Linked DNA regions of Zea mays: region 1 is linked to region 2. The links are chromatin contacts, called in public Hi-C maps. All regions are on one chromosome and are shown on one strand. The core of a region is the stretch at or near the end of the contact, and the rest is flanking DNA. Distances in the headings are between cores, read along the strand shown.

The links. A called contact is a pair of places that touch in the nucleus more often than the background predicts.
Region 1: a contact with region 2 is called in a Hi-C map of endosperm, with 3 times the contacts expected there. The contact joins the promoter of LOC100383343 here to the promoter of LOC103635613 in region 2. A contact is called at or near these places in 3 of 25 Hi-C or Micro-C datasets (ear, endosperm and tassel).

What each region holds. Positions count from the first base shown.
Region 1 is chr8:102,888,065-102,893,322 of Zm-B73-REFERENCE-NAM-5.0, reverse strand. LOC100383343 (Polypyrimidine tract-binding protein homolog 3) reads right to left here and starts at 3,864. Exons shown (of 15, transcript NM_001175999.1): 1 at 3,783-3,864; 2 at 3,598-3,663; 3 at 3,386-3,457; 4 at 3,223-3,299; 5 at 2,867-2,948; 6 at 2,034-2,166; 7 at 1,578-1,642; 8 at 1,440-1,489; 9 at 1,282-1,323; 10 at 994-1,045; 11 at 845-893; 12 at 737-750; 13 at 489-596; 14 at 139-282; 1 more. The coding sequence starts at 3,654.
Region 2 is chr8:102,549,233-102,554,114 of Zm-B73-REFERENCE-NAM-5.0, reverse strand. It overlaps LOC103635613, which reads right to left and starts at 2,462. Exons shown (of 4, transcript XM_020543428.3): 1 at 2,084-2,462; 2 at 1,172-1,970; 3 at 821-1,038. The coding sequence starts at 1,955.

The DNA of each region.
Region 1 (5,258 bases), core at 2,615-5,114, 340 kb before region 2:
GGATACTTTGAGTAGTTAACTTCCAGTTTCTTCCCAAATAGTATAGACCCCTGCAAAGAATATGTATCGTCAACTGCAACAAACAATAGGAATGCAACTGAGAACACATATATCAGTGACTTGTGAATATGAATGTACCTTCAAATAATGCACAGCTAGCTCTGCCTGCAACCCATCAGCCATCTCAACAAGTGCATGATCTGGTTTGTTACGCAGTATCTTGATTCGTACTATGTTTCCATACAAGGAAAACAGATTGAAAAGCTTATCCTCATCAATTTTCTGTACAGAACAGGGAATGGTTACATGTAGCAAGTTTTAAGGCCTAAATCTCACGGCAGTACATAAAGGGTACCTGACCATAAGGAAATAAAAAGCTTAACAGAAAATAAACTCAACCAGCAAACACCATTCGAAAGAGTAAAGAATTTTAACAGTAACAAGTAGGAAACAATCCTTGAAAACATTCAAAACAGCTCAAGACTTACATCAGTATTCAGATTACTGACGATGAGTGTGCACCGTTCATTGGTACCAGTCACTCCATGAGGTAAAGTTCCACCAAATGCAGCCGCAATCATTGCAACCCTCCCCATCTGGTATTGCAAAAGCTTCATATGAGTATTCACATGCATTGAACAAGACACAACAAAACGCACAACAAAATGTGAACATATTCAGTTCAGTGATTTTCTGCTACAAATTACAGCATTGGATAATCCATTCAGACACCAACCTGTGCATATGAAGCTGCGAACCAAAAAATGAAAGGCAGTCAGATTTTGTGCAAATATCAGGGATGTATAATAAGTATCCAAAAGTAATGGAAGTTTCAGTGTGCTACCTCCAGCTTGTTGGAAGGCATAGAGATTAGCTGGGTCAAGATAACCTTGCTGCTCCGATGGGTTTGAAAAAAACAGAAAATCACAGTTTAGCTTTACAGAATCAAAATGGTCCAGGCAAAAAGTGTAAACACTAGTATCAACCGCCAACCTGAGAGGCCCTAGGACGTTGTTCTGTAGGCAACGATGGATTTGTGAAATCTCTGAAGGAAAAAAGGAACTAAGAAAATAAAATTCATACAGAAGATATAACTACTAAATGAAGTTGCATGTAAACTTTGCAAGATACTCCCTCCGTTTCGTTTTAGTTGTCGCTGGATAGTGCAAAGTTGAACTATCCAGCGACAACTAAAAAGAAACGAAGGGAGTAGAACGATTAACTAAAACAATTGTTAACACACACTGCTACATCTGGCAGGAATGAAAAGGCCAAGATTACCTAGATCGGTCGTTGTTGTAGTGGACTTGCAGTTCACTGAGACTGGATGTTCGATAAAAGGAAACAAGAAAGAATTATGGATATTCGATAAAAGGAAACAAGAAGAAATTAAGTTACAGAAAGACCAAATTGAAAATGTGAAATGTTACAGCTCATACTTTGAATATTGAATATCTAGTTGGCAGCAACCATCGTATATGTTCCTTCCCTGGGATATTTTTGTTTGTAAGAATGAAGTGACACCGGATATACATGCACAGTAAGGACATTAGCTGAACATAATAAAATATTATTACATGCAAAGAACCAAATGCTTCCACAGCTTCTTGGCGCGAGTGATACTGAATAAGAGCTTGAAAACCTGCATCAGTTAATCAAAGAATAAAGAACCTTAACGATGACATACTGGGGCAGATGGTTAGCACAAAAATCATTCAAATTTGTAACAAGTTTTAGATGTACGAGCTGTGCCAGTCCAGTCATTTGCAGGCACATCTACAAACTACAACCCATAACTAATAGCTATGTTATAGCACATAATGTCGGTAGTGGTTAAAGTTGTTGTTTACGGCTTACTTTTAGAAAAAGGGTACATCCCAGCACGGCAGTGCCCCCACATTAATACATATAAAGCTCATATCAATTGGTAAATCCACCTTACCATTCACATGCAATCTGTAAGGGAATCAGAAAATGTATACCAGGTGCACGCGTGCGTGGTGAAAGAGATAGAGAGAGCAGGAAAATCTAACCAGCTGACTTTTGAAATGTGACAATCTTCTCCACAAATCCATAAGCTTTGAATACTTGATGTAGAATCTCCACTGTTATAGGATAGATCATATGGTGGATAGTAACTAAAAGTATTCGGTTGGGTTCGGACCCCTGAGGTCAAGCAGCAACAAGCACCGAGACAGAAAAGAGGAGAGAGAAAGAAAAGAATAAATAGGGAGGAATGTGTATAACTAGTTGGAAAATAAGAGAGCAGATATGTGACACGATCTAACTCTATCTACAAGAGGTAGAAAGGTATAAAATACAGCTAAACATACTTTCAAACAATACACTTTTCTAACAATTTTGTTATGGAATGGATTGCTAAAAATGGACAGAATTATGAATGCTTGATACTTCAATTGGAAACAAACCAAGCCTACCCCAAAAATGTAGACATGCCAGCAACTAAACCAATACCAGGGGTGTTGTACAGAAACATAAAAAGGCAACATTACATAAACCAAAAGTAGGCTCTCACACAAATAGTGGACCTAATAAGAAATTTGATTGTTTTTTCATGTTAAGTCAATGCACTATTGTTTTTATGCCTGCATGTCCGATGTGGTTAATTGATTATCATACAACTTAATGCCAACAAAGGTCAATAAGAAAGTATAACAAAACGTGATGCACTAATAATCTAACATGCATCAGTTTCATCCAGGGCCTACAGCATATAATCTAACATGCATCAGTTACATCCAGGGCCTATAGCATAAATGCATAATATTGGTTTAGGTTTAGACTATATTACTATATTGGAAAATATAGTAATAAACTAATTATACAGTACAGAAGCGTGGCATACCTGATCAGAATTCCTTCCATGAGAGCTCTGGTCAGTGGTAAGCTCTTGGTGAGATGAGAACTGCATGTATACATTCCTTCCCCTAAAATGTCAAACATGATGCACAAAAAATGATAAATCACATATAGGATGGGATGTTAAACTCAATTGTTAAAAATAGGGTATTCTTAAGTTCAACACTTCGCAACAAAAAAGCCCAAAAACATATCCTCAGCATCCATAAATTTAAACACATTAGCTACCAGGCATATGGCTATGCTACTTGGCAGCTTACATCGTAACACATGTATGAATGTCTCTTTTGGAGCCCTTGGCATCCATAAGGCATTGCGGCCAATACGCATAGACTGCATTACCTTATGCTAGGTTGAACAGAAGTGTAATATTGCAGCGCGCTCACGGAAGCATGGAGGTCTTCCATCTGCAGAAGAGCCTGAGCCACAAAACAAAACAACCAGAAGTAAGCAATACCTATAGTCAATCTACTCAGTCAAATGCTGGAAAGAAGAAATGACCCACTTGGTTCTTGGCACGCAACATGACGATCTTGGAGACCATGCCGAACGGCTGCAGCAGCTGAAGGAGATCAGACTGCAAAACAGCAGCAGAGTGGCGGAATATAGCCATTAAAAATCAAATTTTTCCATAAATCAAACAATCCGATTCGAATTTGATCCGAAAAAACAAAATCCAAAAGGTTCGAGATTCCCCTTAACTGATCCCCTACATACCTCGGCAATCTCGTGCCCGACGTTGCGGATGTGGATTACCTTGGACGGCTCTGACATCCTCCCGCACTGTAACACAGGCAACAGCCAAAAATCACCAAGAAATTGGTCGGTCGCGAAACTATCGAGGAAACGGGGAGAAGAGAGATCTACAGCCAAAGCTCCAATCTTCTGGCAACAAACATTACCTTGTTGAGAGGGTTTAAGAGGGAGAGAGATCTAGGGTTTTGCCGTCGGCTGACGCTGCGGCGAAGAGAGAGAGAAGGGAGGGGGGCACGGCAGTAGTGTATTTGTCTTCTGGATTCAGCAGAAAAGGATAGTGATGACGCCTTGTTGTACCCGACTCCTGACTCCTGAGTCAGGCGAGCGCTTGATTTGGGCAGGCAGAGACCACCTTCGTGGTCATCGGCTGCTACAAGGATGTCTTTATTCATCTGTGAAAAAATTCTCTATTTAACACGTTCCCTTATTCAACATTAAATGATAAAAACTTCTTTATTTAACATCGGTTTTATATTTCTCAATCTCTCCACCTCTCTTCTATGCTCCTTTAAATCACGAGTTCTAAAGAATTCATATTCTTTGGAACAGTATGTCACACCGTCTGTAGATCTAACTTTTGTGTTAGACAAAAACTTGTAATTCCTATGTTGTGCAAATTATATGTACTACTAAAAGTCACATGAAGGGGGTGATTTTTTAGACTGACAACGGATGAAGAGAACCCCACCTGAATTTTATTGACTCTAGCAATGACTAAGTCACGTCTTAACAACCTCGTTTATAAGGGAAACGAAGCAACCCCTTACATGATGTTGTGGCAGACCACATATTACAGACAACTGCAAAGCACAGCGCAGTAAGGACTTTAACAACAGAGAGGAAACAGAGAAGGCAAACATAACACGACGCAGGTTTAAGCGGCCGAAACGACGACAGTCGTATGACGACTACAATGAGAGCAACATACTCATCGGCATACTAAAGCCAATGTGCATCTAGACCTCCCCTCGTAGCTACGTGTGTCCCACTTTTGGCCATCTGCCATGCAACACAGACGGGGACTAAGGGAGGCAGGAGGCACACTGACCACAACATACTGCAAATGACGACCTCCCTTTGAGCAAACAGAAGCACTTGACGACGCATCCGAGATCTGAAAGGGAAATGTGCCCTTGGGCCATTTCTAAAGTATTTTGGTGATTGAGTGCCAACACAAGCGCTTAAATGTGAATCTATGCCCATGGATGAACAAAGTGCAAATCAAGAGCAAAGGTATGTTTCTAAGTCTTAGTGCATTGGTTTTGTGTACTAATATACGTGTCTAAGTATCAGAAACAGAAAGAAGAAGAAAAGAGAAGAGTTGGCTGTGTACAGCCAAGAGGCTGTTTCGGTCTGGGGCACCGGACTGTCCGGTGGTGCACCGGACAGTGTCCGGTGCGCCAGGCTGCCTCGGGCGAAGTGGCCGCTCTCGGGAATTCGCCGACGACGTACGGCTAAAATTCACCGGACTGTCCGGTGTGCACCGGACTGTCCGGTGAGCCAACGGTCGGCTGGGCCAACGGTCGGCCGCGCGATCTACGCGGGACACGTGGCCGAGCCAACGGTCGGAAGGGGGCACCGGACTGTCCGGTGTGCACCGGACATGTCCGGTGCGCCAACGG
Region 2 (4,882 bases), core at 1,213-3,712:
TATATTTTTGTGCAGCTGCTATTCATGCGTTGTCCTTGTATACGTATGCATTTCTTAAAGACACCATTAATTTTGTTCATAGATATTACCATGCAATTAACAATCTATGCCCTACCTAATTCTCCATGTTAATTTCAGTGCAGAAGATATAGATAACTAACACATGTACTTTTCCCCATTTTCTATTAATTGTACACCGATTTATGTGGATTTTAACCTTTTTTTTACTGATTCCACATATCGGTCCATTGCATGGAGACATCACAACTTCACTTTCCAAAAGTCATCACTCCGAGGAAAACATGTATGCTTAACACATTTCCTGTTTGCTTTTCTAAATATGCACCTTTTAATTTGTATATTTGCTAGCCATGATGTAAATAATAGCAAATTAACCTTAAATTCATCTAATACACACAACAGAGTTATCAGCCTCTATTATGTTGTCCTTAAGATCATTAATCTGAAACTTAGAATGTTGACATCTAGATTGCTGATGCTGCTACATTTGTAGACTAAATTGTTCTACTACCGTGGACAATTGTTTGTTTAGATATATCCACATATGCTTTGCTCCATATATCTAAAACAACACGCTTTTAAATGTGTTCAGCATTGATCGAAGACTCGCACTAGGCGCGAGCAAGTTACTAGTATAAATCAATTGCAGGTCAAGAGTATATAGATCTTAGCCTCCCTCCCTCCCTCTCCCTTTGCATACAGTCATACATATGAAATAAAGGAGAGCTAGCTAGCAACCTGAAATAACAGGAATGATGCGATTAGGGAGGGAGGGAAGGAAGAAGTTGTAGATACGTACATTAGAGCTGATGAGTTGGCAATGGTCATTATCTCGGCGGAAGAGGTAAACACACTTGTAGTCGATGCAGTCCCTGGCAACAACGGTGCCATAGACTTGGATGGGGAAGTCGATATCCGAGCATGCAATCTTGACAGATAGGATGTTTATCGACGCACAATTCACACACATCTTGTCTTGCCAGGGTCTGTTGGTAAATCTCATCGGACCAACGGGCGCTGTGAGGAAGCACATGTAATGAACTAATGATATATATAATGGAACCAATAAGCAGGAACAAATCACACATGCTGACATGCAGTCAAGAACATGAGTCAGTTAAGAATTACTGTGACTGCTTGAGGAACTTACACTCCTCTGTGTGGTCGAAGGTGTAGATGTTGCCGACACAGCAGATACTGTTGAGGTATTCGCCGCCCTGCTTGACATCGAAGTCGATGATGCGTGCCAGACCTTCACACTCGCGGGCGCCGCTCATGTCCCCCTGGTCCTGGAGTTGACGCGCCTTCTGCAGCTTCTCCTCCCTCAGCCTCTCTGCCTCCGCCGCCCGGTCGGCCTCAGTCATGCCGGAGAGATCCAGAGGCCTCTTCAGGTTGGCGAGGCGCGAGTACTCGCGCGTCAAGGCCTGTTGACGCGTCGTCAAGCGGAGCAGGAACTCGTCGGCTGCTGCTCCAAGCTCCCTTCTGGCGAGAATTCTGTCATCTGCTGCGTCCTCGAATAGCAACCGCAGACAGGTCATGCGCTCCTCCAACTCCTGCGCCTCTTGCCGCGTGTGCGTCGTCCTCTTGTCTGCCTCCTCCGGCGGCATCAACCAAGGCAACGCCTCTGCTGATAGGTCAAACTCGCTTATGCCTGAGAGATCCAGATCCAACTTGGCAGATGCGAGGCGCAACCACTCCTGCAACAAGGACCGTCGCTGCTCCTCGCCGAATCGGCTGCCAGCGACAAGACTTGCGGCCGCAATTTTGTCCCTGAGAGAGTCCAGGCGCTCCTCCAACTCCTGCGCCTCTGGTGGCCCCGTCCGCCTCCTCTTTGTCTCCTCCAACTCCTGCGCCTCTGGTGGCCCCGTCCACCTCCTCTTTTCCTCCGCCGATGTCTCCCCATCCGCCATGATCGATCGATCCATGATAAACATCCCGAAACGCCTTTGCTGAACAAGGGGGAAAAGCCGATCTAGGTCTTGAGCTTTTATGATGAATTTATACGGAGAGAAGACTCAAAGGACACATAGAGACCTAGATCGGCTGCCAGCGCGCTGAGTACCTTGAGATCGAGTCACTAGAGACCTGGAAGCCTGGTGCTGGCGGCTGGCGCTGGACCTCCGCGCGCTGCCAGCCTGGCAGTAGTGCTGGCCGCTGGGTCCTGGGTGTGGCCGCGTGGGGCAGGGCGGCGCTGGTGGTGCTGGAGCTGGACTGCTGGGCGTGGGATTGTCGGAGCCGGATTAGGGACACGGCGACAGGGATTGGGGAATGGGGACAGGGCGGCCGCCACGACGAGAACAGACGGGTGGGTTTGCTGAGAACAGACGGCTATGCCAGCGCGTGGAGCTGCCGTCGCTTCAAGACGCTTCGCATTAGGTATAAAGACAAAAAAGAAGAACAGAAAAAGAATAAGAAGCGGAACGTATGCCGCCAAAGCCGATAAACATGTTGCAGAAACATAAAAGAATGTTATGGTTATTTCTGCACGAGGATCCTCACTCATCCACGAGGATCCTCAGCCGATTCTAGCGGTGTTATGGTTATTTCTCAGGTACCATAAATTTTGTCCCTTAGGCGATGTACATGATAAGTAGACGGTGTACATGATAAGTAGATATATTTAGTCTTTATATGGTTACACTCATATTGTTGCTCTTTTTTGTCATATAAGAGTTAAGCGAGAATTGATAAGACCCTGAACATCCTTATCGGTGTGCTGGAGTCTAAGGAGATTTTTTCCAATGCGTTCTTGGCACAAAAGTCCAAATGAAATTACTTTGCTAAGAATAGCAATTACCAGGGCCAGAAGCACGCAACGCGCGCGGCAAGTACTAGTTTCTATATATTAAAGCAGGGCCCATTCATCGCAAGATATGGTGGACACGTCGTCATAATTTTCTTAGCCGTTAGTTCGTACAGCCATGGAGCTGATTCTACCGTCCATCTGTTGTTTACTGTTTGTCTGCCTTTTTTGAATCGTACAAGCATCGAGTTCTCTAGAAGGGAATACTCCTCGAGTTCTCCAGGAGGTGCTATGCTCCGGGAGGAAGTAAGAAGAGTTCGCGTGAGACGGAATCCCAGTCTCGCGGATGATAGGCTGCCTCAGCGTCGCTTTCTTTTCCGAACGCAGAATGCTTCCTATTTCGACGTCTTTTCCGAAGCTAACTGCTTCCACCATTCGCACCTCCGTCCCCATCGCCCCTGCAGCATCGTTCCTCAGGAGTCAGGAAGCCATCGGGTCGCACTGGCTCGCCCCGTCCGGATGTCATCGTGATGCATGCCCCTATCGTCCATCTCTTTGTTTCCCGCGCGCGCTACAGTTGTTGACACAGCAAAATCGGCTCTGCCTTGTCACCTGAAACCATCATCCCGTTCATTGAGTCAACTTTCTATAAATCTTATTTAATTTAATATTTGTGCATTACCTGATTTTTTATTAATGAATGTTCTACTGTTCTTATTCAATAATTCAACGTTTGTGCATTATGTAAAGTTTTTTAAAATAATTAGTAAATATGACGGGCAGAATACTTTTCCAATCTAGGAGGGCCTCCAGTTTCCTAAGGAAAATTTATATTTTTCCCCCAAACTTCATTCTTTTCCCCCTCATACATACCTACTATGAATATTCATTTTCCATGATACTCTACTAACTGTTTCAAATGTTTTTTTCCAGTGAATTATAAACTTTTCAATGACAACAGTCTCCATTATCTTCAATGTATTACACATTCCTTTAGACCTTCCAAATACGGAACTATGCTCCTGCTACGTACCTTTTGATCAGCTTACAATGAATATTCATTATACATGATACTCTGCTTACCGTTCTAATTGTTTTTGCAGTGAACTCTAAATTTCTGTTTGGCAACACGGGCTTCATTATCTTCTACACATCTGCTCAGAATTTTGCTACTTAAGCAAAGTTCTTTTTAATACACCTTCCTTTATACCTTCTTAACACGACGCTTTGTTCCGATGTTATATATTTCTTCTTTTGTTGACTGCACATTGTTTTAAATTGCTCAGAAAAATAGGATGTTTTTTATGCTCTATCCGATCGGGAGTGCAATAGTGTACCGTTCTCTTTCCTATTATTGTATGTTTGCTTTTAAATAAGGTATAAAAAAGAGCGACAAACAAGTAAACTAGGAAAGTGCACCTAAGAAACATAGCTCCCCTATGTTAAAAGTTTTTTGACAAATAATTTTTTGCAATGCAGACTATGGCCATCAAGGATCGCGCACTTTCTAAGAAAATATCTGAAATAATCCAACAACCTGTTGAACCATCATCAGAGCCCACTTTAAGTCATAGAAGCATCTGTACCGTTTCTGTTATGCTAGAATTAAATGTTCCTTTGAATCCTATAACTACATCATATCAGACAATCTTTTGTTCCTATGCAAATATGTTCCTATTATGATATTATCAATCCTAAAATGTTACAACCTTATAACACTATTAATTTTTTGTTGCAATATATGTTATGCAAGTTGCAGATTGTGTATCCTTATTTCAAATACTACTTATTTCTAAACTATAAATATTACATGTTTTACATGCGCGCAAGTGACTAGTGTTATATATATATATATATATATATATATATATATATATATATATATATATATATATATATATATATATATATATATATATATATATATAGTTTTGTATATTAGGAGCCCTGGGCTCTTAATAAGAAAAGGAAGCCCTAGTCAAATATTACCCTCTGGTTGAGCCGCACCATATTAATCCTTTTCGAACTGCAACCTAGGGTCCACCTTCGGATTCAATCAATCAATCCACGTCTCAGTTGGTTCACACCACATCGCCATATCCCTATCCTCACTCGATC